Regions from separate parts of the Cricetulus griseus genome. Here region 1 is linked to region 2. A link is a contact called in public Hi-C data. All regions are on one chromosome and are shown on one strand. The core of a region is the stretch at or near the end of the contact, and the rest is flanking DNA. Distances in the headings are between cores, read along the strand shown. Region 1 has its middle 15 kb from the start of Tmc1. Region 2 holds the start of Zfand5 (AN1-type zinc finger protein 5).

Evidence for each region. A called contact is a pair of places that touch in the nucleus more often than the background predicts.
Region 1: a contact with region 2 is called in a Hi-C map of the CHO-K1 cell line, with 4 times the contacts expected there. The contact joins the enhancer-like site here to the promoter of Zfand5 in region 2. A contact is called at or near these places in 5 of 8 Hi-C or Micro-C datasets (the CHK-Q cell line, the CHO-K1 cell line, fibroblasts and 1 more).

The regions. Positions count from the first base shown.
Region 1 is chr3:40,162,735-40,167,201 of CriGri-PICRH-1.0, reverse strand. No RefSeq gene overlaps it. Among named protein-coding and RNA genes, the nearest start is that of Tmc1, 15 kb to the left of the region's middle. Within about 2 kb of position 3,156, at least 4 of the 6 cell types and tissues checked have open chromatin away from gene starts, as enhancers often do. A contact at or near this core is called in the CHO-K1 cell line and fibroblasts, where this site is marked.
Region 2 is chr3:39,939,898-39,944,163 of CriGri-PICRH-1.0, reverse strand. Zfand5 (AN1-type zinc finger protein 5) reads left to right here and starts at 1,493. Exons shown (of 5, transcript XM_027406541.2): 1 at 1,493-4,266.

The DNA of each region.
Region 1 (4,467 bases), core at 1,907-4,406, 220 kb before region 2:
TGAAGATGGGTTGGGAGAACCCTGGCTCCTGTTTGCCCAAGAAATCCTGATTTACTATTACCCCCCCCACACACACACACAAACACACCATTCACAATACCCATTTCCATTTCAAATAATGTGCTGTTCTGGACAACAAATTATATAACCCTTTCACCTATTCGATGTTATCACACCTGGTCAACTCCCTTCTTTGTGACTTGCCATGCTTTGCAAATTGACTTTCTTTTGTGACCCTGTGTCTGGTTCATTTTCCTCACTGGGGCAAACTACACACAAGGGAAAGTCAACAGACAACTGTTGAATGATGGGACAACCTTTGTCCTTTTTGGAGAGGGTCACTAATTATTGTGCCCTTTTAATAAAAGGAAACAGAACCTTCAGAGGTCTAAGTGTCTGCCGAGATAACGAAGGTTATGGAGGGTGTGGCTGGGATCTTAATCCAGGTTGGGCGTTTCCCAGGCTCAATTCTGCATAGCAGGGAGGTGGCTCCTTCACATCTGATTCAATGGGATTCTGTAGCAACCCTGACTGGAGTGCTGCCCTGTCCGGAGTAGAACTGAACTCAGTTGGAAAACTACAGGCATTTCTTTCCTCCTGAAATGGCAATCTGCTCTGAGGAAATGAATGAAGCTTATGGTGATCTGAGAATAAAGGGCAAATGTGTGGGAGAAGCCAAAGATCAAACAGTCCAACACACTTGTGATAGAATTTTTCATGAGCTGAATTCAAATGTTATCATTTGAGCCCAAGCTTCTCTCCCTTGGATGTAAAAGAGAGAACAAAGGGCGAAGGGAAAGGCAGCTGTCAGTGAATAATCTGCAGGCAGATGAGTCCTTCAGCCTGGGGACAAAGAGAAGAGACGGCCTGGAGGGGGGGAGGGCGATGCTGGGTCATAGGAGAAGCCCCTGCCGCAGAAACTGAGACCCCCTTTCCCTTAGTCCACACAGGCAGGAAGACTGGGGGTTACCAGAGCCCAGCAGCATCTCTTCAACCTGAACAGGCTGGCCTTCCTCCTAATTGATAATTAGGAATCTAGCTCGTGATTCCCACCCCCCATTTCTGTTTACCTATCTGCTAAATGGGCAAGCAGAAGTGACAAGACCTTTAAAAACACTCTCTCCAAAATATGGGCCCTTTCATCCACAGAATGTGATTAATATTTGATACAGGGAGCCCTGCCTTGGCGTTCTTAATTTCATTAATAAAATGGATTTAAAAACAGACTCAAATGAAAACTTGAGGACAATTTTATTAGAGTTTCTAAGAAAATCCCCAGAGCAGGCACACTATAAATCTCAGAAGCTGCCTAGGAGAGAAAGATGGAGTTACAGGTTTCTGTGGAGTTTCATCACATGGCTGGGAAGGGCCTTCAAAAAATGAGCAAGGAAGCCCAAAGTGTAAGACATACTTGGATTTCTGGTCAGTCTCCAAAAGGAAGAGACTGGAAAGAAAAGAAAAGAAAACTGAATTGCACCTGTCTGAGTTGGGACTGAGAAAGGTGGACAAACCCAACAGCATGACTGTTGCCATTGCAGAGACGGCACTAGGTGTGAGGGATTCTGAGAAGGAGACATACAGTATTTTGTCAAATGGAAAAGTATTCTTCTTACTGCATTAGCTTGGCTTAAGAACATGCCTCTCTAGGGGTGGTCCCTTCGCCTTGACCTTGACCCTAGGCATTGCAAAGTTGGGTCTCCACCCAAGCCAGAGGGTATGTCCTCTAGAACAGGCTACTTTTCCTTGCTGCTTTGGCTCAAGCAGACTGATGTGTGGAAGGCAGGAATACTTGCAGACAAAGAGCAATTCTCCTCTCAAGAGTCAGGCCAGGCAAGGCTTACTCACGCTAATGCCCAGGTCCTGTGGCATCTGATTCTTGATAGTCTTTCAGGTCACGTCCAGCCTACTTTGATGTCTAAATTGAACCACAAAGTTCAAAGTAAAATGGATTCAAGCCTGAATGAATCATTCTGTTTTTTGTTTTTTTTTTTCTCTCTGTTTCCTTTCTTCCTTTATTTTTACCACAGACTGAATCAATGCTATACCACCGAGTTATACTCTCGGTTCTGCCCTTACTTTTTATTTTGAGTCATAGTCTCACTAAGTTACCAAGGCTGGCCTTGAACTTAGTCTGTAGCCCAGGCTAGCCATGAACTTAAAATCTTCTTGGGGCCACTGAGATGTTTCAGTAAACGGGCTGATCTGAGTTTGATCTCAGGGACTCACAGTGGAAGGAAAAGAGAAGCTTCCAAAACGTATCCCCACATGCATGTCATGGTACAGGTGTGCATACACACACACACACACACACACACACACACACACACACACACACACACACACAGAGAGAGAGAGAGAGACACACACACACACACTCATGCATACACACACAATTTAAATGGACAAGCCAATTAAAAAGATCTTCCCAACTCAGCATTCTGAGTAGGCTTTCAGGCCCAGCTTATTCTATGAATTTTTTTCTATTGATTTTAAATGGCAGTAAACTAGGGTATTATTGTGAAATACATTATTTCACAGAAAAGAAGTTATCAATAGGGTTTTTAATTGCTTTAATGAGTCCATTAATGAGTCAATTAATGAGTCTATTAGAATTATTCAGTTTTAATTTTAGGTAATTAAATCAGATTGCAGTTCACATTCACAAAACAATATATTCAGCATACACTTACTGAATCAAAACATTTCATAATATTTAAGTAAGCACTAGTAACAAGAAGTTCTGTGGTGGAACCTGCTAGAACTCGGAGCTGAATTCGACTCTGATGTCTTCATGTCTTGGCTCATGAATTCTCACTGAAGGAGCTTGTCCCCAGAAGCAATTTTAAACCAAGGCTCTTCTGCCCTTGAAAGATGAGGCCTCTGTTGTTTCTCCTCACCGCTGGCATCTATAAAACATTTCCATCGAAAGCCTGAGGTAAGCGTGATTCAGTGCCTGCATGCATGCAGGCTTGAGTTTTAAGAAATTGGCAGCATTTCCTTACTGCCCGAGAACAGCCACCACTCTGGAAGGAAGCCAAAGAGCCACACCCAGAGGCCACCTGGAGGTGGTCAAGCTGACAGCCACAACAGAGGTCCAAGTCCACAGCCATGGCCAAACATGGGTGAGTGATTCTGGCAGCTGCCTCTGAGTCACTGAAGGTGAGCTGTCCCAGCTCATGCCCTGTGGTGAGAGATGAGTTCCCAGCCAGCTCTGTCCAAACCCAACTCCATGACCAGAGTGATTGCAGTTATCTTCAGCCCCTAAGCATTAGATGGAGTTTTCTATGGCAATAAGTAACAGAGAAAGAAAGCCCCTTTATGTTCTCACAGTGTCCCCAATGCCAGTCATGCAGGCAGATTTTGACTGTTCCTATTCTACCCCTTGTCTGAGCACAAGTCTAAGGCATCACCTCCTTCACTGATGGACCATGGCCAGTGAAATGTAATCAGAACTTACATGTTAATTCTGGGATGGAGCTTTAAAGCCTGGGATCCACCAAATCCCACGTCCTCTGTCACACTGAAGAAGACCATGAGGAAACACATATCCCATCTCCAAATCTCCAGAATGGGGAGCAGGATGTGCTGCACCCATGCTGGACATACAGCAGGAAGAAGAATGCCATCATTTGGATCTTAAAAGTCCCTCAAGGCCCATGTTATTGAAGGTAATTCTTGAATTTTCCATGGCAACTATTGGGAGGTGGTGAACCCCCTTAGAGATGGTGTTTGTGGGAAGAAGTTAGGTCATTCAGGACATTCCGTTGGAGAGGGTGTTAGGAATCTGGTTCCTTTCATTCCTCCACACTGCAGCTGTGAGGTAAGGAATTAGCTATACCGTCTTTCCCCATCGTGCTGTATTCCCTCCCCTCAATACCAGAGGCATTAAAACAAGGGATCTACATAACCATGAACTAAAACGTCCAAAGTTATGAGGTAAAATAAACCTTTGTCTTCATAGACCATTTACCGTGGGTATTTCTTACTAACTAACAAGGAAAAATAATCATTTCCCAGGCCAAACCACTGAAATTTTAAAGTTATTCATTACCACTGTGTATGACCAGTAGTGGCACTACTGGTATCTTGAGTCAAATAAGTTTACATTGTGAGAGCTACCCTATGCATTTGGGATTTAGTAACATTCTGACCTCTACTCACCAGACTCCTTTAGCATCCCCAGACTGTGCCACTCATCCCTTAGTGACAGTGGGGGATGAGAGCAGTTAATAGTCATCGATCTAGACTTCTTTAGTTGCTACAACCACCACCAAATAGAAGAAATGACTTCCTTTTCACTTTTTAAAATTTGCGAATGCACACACCTATGTCACTCATATGTAGTGATTCATTTCTTACACAGAGTCACACAGTTACCTGGACACTTGGCACCCTGAAGAAGACTGTAAGAGGATCTAAAAATATTAGTGCCTATTCCAAGATCCACCTAGAACTTAGTTTTCTATG
Region 2 (4,266 bases), core at 244-2,743:
GGCATGCGCCACCAACGCCCGGCCCGAAATAGGTTTTTTTAAAACACTTTATGTCCCAGGTACTCCACCTGCAGTACTCAGAGCTATTTAATTTGGAGCATCCGGACACCAGCATCCCTCCCCCACACTACTCCCATGATATCAAAAACACCAGAAGTAAATAAGGTTCCTGTGCTCCCGCCAAGGCCAACTCTAATGGTACCTAGGGGAAAGGCCTGGGACTCTTCAATGTCGGAGATGAAGGGCCCTAACTGCATTCCAGTTGTGGCTAAGGTAGCCCTAACTATTTACGTATGTTTTCTTTAGATCGGTGGACACTACATCTGTTCCCAGAGGAAACCGTGAAGAGGCGAGAAGGGTTTGTGTTCGTGCTCTGGGCAGGTGTCAGCACCTTGCCCTTGCCCGGGGTCCGGCTTGTTTGTCACCTCGCTCCATTTCTGCAGTCTTGTCCCGGCTCTCCGGGCTTCTTCTGAACTATGGCTTTTAATCACAATATACAAGCTTGATTTGCTCAAAGTGATCTTGTGATAACAAGGAAAGATTGCTCTCATTTAACTGGTCAAGACTGGATACTCATGGTCAGGGTTTTGTCCTGATCAAATTGCTTATTCCCCTTTCTTCATTTTTGTAATTTTGGTAAAGAGTTAATAGGGTGTGTCTTACTGTGTAGTAGATGGGAAAAAAAGTGACCACATTTTCCTTAAAACCAAATGCTCTCAAATAATGCTTTTTACATAATTCTTTCAAAAGTAATTTTTCCTACTTATATTTTCTCTTACACAGTGGGAAGCTAAGTAAAGTTAGCCTATTTTATGCCAATTAAACTTTTGGAAATACTCAGGTATGCTTGCTATGTAAAGTTCTTTCTGGTAGCCTAACATTAAATATTAACTGTGATCAGAGTATGTTTTTATATTGCTTACATAATCAAGTTTGGATTTGGAAAGGTTTTGGTTTTTGACAGGAGAAAAATACTTGTTAAAGCTAAATAGAGACTGAAAAGTCTGTGGCTGGTAGTTTCTGCTTTACAGGTTTCTAGACACTGAGTGGAAGTATTACTGATAGGGCCCAAGTGTGTCTTTCAGACAGGTTCTGGGGGTGGTTTTAAGAAAGCTGAAGATGGTCTGTAGGGATGGCTCAGTCATTAAGAGTGCTTGATGCTCTTATAAGAGGACCTGGATTCAGTTCCCAGCACCCACATAGTGGTGGCTCACAGCTGTGTGTTAACTTCAGTTGCAGGGAGTTGAGTGTGTAGGCATCAGGGATATATGTGTACATGCATACAGGCAAACACGTATACACATCTTTATTTAAAAGCTTCAAGGCTAAATCCAGGATTCAGCCAACTTGATCTAACAAATATCAAGAGGTAGTGATTAGTTGGATTACTGTGGGGTGCCGAGTGCATGACTCAGTGCTTTTTGGAGCAGGCCCTGCCGGGCTTCCCGGAGCGCGGCCTGCCCTGCGCTGCGAGGGGGATGGGGGCCTCTGGGCACCGAACTCGGTCGAAATCGCTGGGACCCGGCCCCACGGCTGTCTCCCCGGAAGGTGTTTAGTTTTTCCAATTGTGGTTAAGCTGCTCCCTCCAGAGCCCCTTCATGGAGGCAAATCGAGCGCCTCTCCCTTTGTCTACACGCACATTAACATTTTGCTCCTTTTCCGTGCACTCCGTGGAGCTCTATTTTGGGGAAGGTGTTAGAAGTTAAATGTCCATTGGAGCTGCCTGAGAATACTACCCGGATATTTAGGAGAAAATAATATATAGGTCAGAGCATCGTTTCTCAGATTTGGCGTTCGGTAACTACAGGAAATAGGAAGGTTTTATCTTCCCATTTTGATGATTCCTTTAAAAGTGAGATCTCATAACCTTAATTGGTGAAAATATTTCATTTTTACCTTTCACGTTTGTTCTTAAAAGTGTCCAGCCCAAAATGAGGCATTTGTTTTAGTTGTACCTTTTTTTTTTCTTTTGTGCCTAGGACAGGTATTAAATCAGGAAAGGAGCTTCAAAAAAAAAAAATCTGTTTGGCTGAGGTAACCGGGACCTGGAGACTAAGGACTTGCCCAAGGTCAGGCTTATTGGCCCATTAGAACCTAGAATTCGGGTCTGCCCTCGAGGTTAGTGAGTGGTCTTGCCATTTTTAGGCATGTTCACCTTGAATAGGTAGCCCGTAGTTTAAAAGAAAAGCTCATTCATTTCAGTTTTTTAATTGGAAAATTGGTTAATCCTGTGAGGTTCGTTTTAATCGATGAGGTAAGAAATGCCGTGAACTTCAAAACAAAAAACAATTGCAGCTATGCCTGAAGGGCTTATGGAAGAATACTAAGTCTCTAACAACTTGTTTTTTGTTCCCAAAATAGAAGGGAAATACAGTATACAAATTAACAAACACACTATAGTTTTCATTAAGTGTATGGAGTATTTATGCTGCCATGCTTTCTCCACTGTGCCTGCTTACTCCCCTCCTACCCCTTTTCAATAAGCACATCTTACTTTGTTATTAATTCTACTTGGGTATTGTGGATTGAAGGTGAGGTTGTTCTTTGATCCTGCATTAAAAAACCTGGAGGCCCTAATTGCATTTTGTTTTGTTATGTGAGATATATGAATACTGCATCGTTAGTTCTTGGGGTTGTGTAGGAGTTGGCAGGCTCTGAGATATAAATAGAAGCTGATTTCAGAGGCCCCTGTTGACTAGGCTTTATGTGAGAGCCTCCATCCAGCTCAGCTTGTCACATTGCAGCCTTGTGACAGGCTGAAGCGCCCTCCCATGTGATCTAGGCTTCTGAGAAATATTAAAGCAAGCTGTGCACATGTGATGGCATTTAAAATCTGACTTACTAGGGGAGGGGGAGACTTATAGAAGACTGGTGTCTTTTTGGTTCTTGTTCTTTCTGTGTACTTAAGTTTAAGAATTTGAGTTGTGTTTTCTGAAGGTGGAATCCTTGTCTAAGTGGGTATCTTCTCATTCACAGAAGAAAAGTGCTTTCTGATTAAAAAACAGGGTTGATCTGATCAGTTGGTCTTAATTCCCTCAGTATACTTTTAAAGAATGCCAGGTGTCACTGGAAGTTATAGTAGTAACTTAGTTGTAGCATAGTTCTTAAGTGGGCTGAAAAAGGCCCAACTTTTTGCATAGGGTAAAGGTCAGCACACTGCATGAAGAAAATGAAGATACATAATTTATTATTTGAATCGTTTTTCTGTGCTTGTGTTACACTCAACATTTAAAAAAAGTCAACTAAAAGTGTTTATTAAACTGCATAAGTAATCTTGAAATATTTACGCTGCCTTGCTCTGAAATGAGTCAGCTAAATTCCTCTCACTGTTTAAAGAGGCAGTGTCAACTAAATTACTACTATTCTTCTGAACTATGGCTTTTAATCACAATATACAAGCTTGATTTGCTCAAAGTGATCTTGTGATAACAAGGAAAGATTGCTCTCATTTAACTGGTCAAGACTGGATACTCATGGTCAGGGTTTTGTCCTGATCAAATTGCTTATTCCCCTTTCTTCATTTTTGTAATTTTGGTAAAGAGTTAATAGGGTGTGTCTTACTGTGTAGTAGATGGGAAAAAAAGTGACCACATTTTCCTTAAAACCAAATGCTCTCAAATAATGCTTTTTACATAATTCTTTCAAAAGTAATTTTTCCTACTTATATTTTCTCTTACACAGTGGGAAGCTAAGTAAAGTTAGCCTATTTTATGCCAATTAAACTTTTGGAAATACTCAGGTATGCTTGCTATGTAAAGTTCTTTCTGGTAGCCTAACATTAAATATTAACTGTGATCAGAGTATGTTTTTATATTGCTTACATAATCAAGTTTGGATTTGGAAAGGTTTTGGTTTTTGACAGGAGAAAAATACTTGTTAAAGCTAAATAGAGACTGAAAAGTCTGTGGCTGGTAGTTTCTGCTTTACAGGTTTCTAGACACTGAGTGGAAGTATTACTGATAGGGCCCAAGTGTGTCTTTCAGACAGGTTCTGGGGGTGGTTTTAAGAAAGCTGAAGATGGTCTGTAGGGATGGCTCAGTCATTAAGAGTGCTTGATGCTCTTATAAGAGGACCTGGATTCAGTTCCCAGCACCCACATAGTGGTGGCTCACAGCTGTGTGTTAACTTCAGTTGCAGGGAGTTGAGTGTGTAGGCATCAGGGATATATGTGTACATGCATACAGGCAAACACGTATACACATCTTTATTTAAAAGCTTCAAGGCTAAATCCAGGATTCAGCCAACTTGATCTAACAAATATCAAGA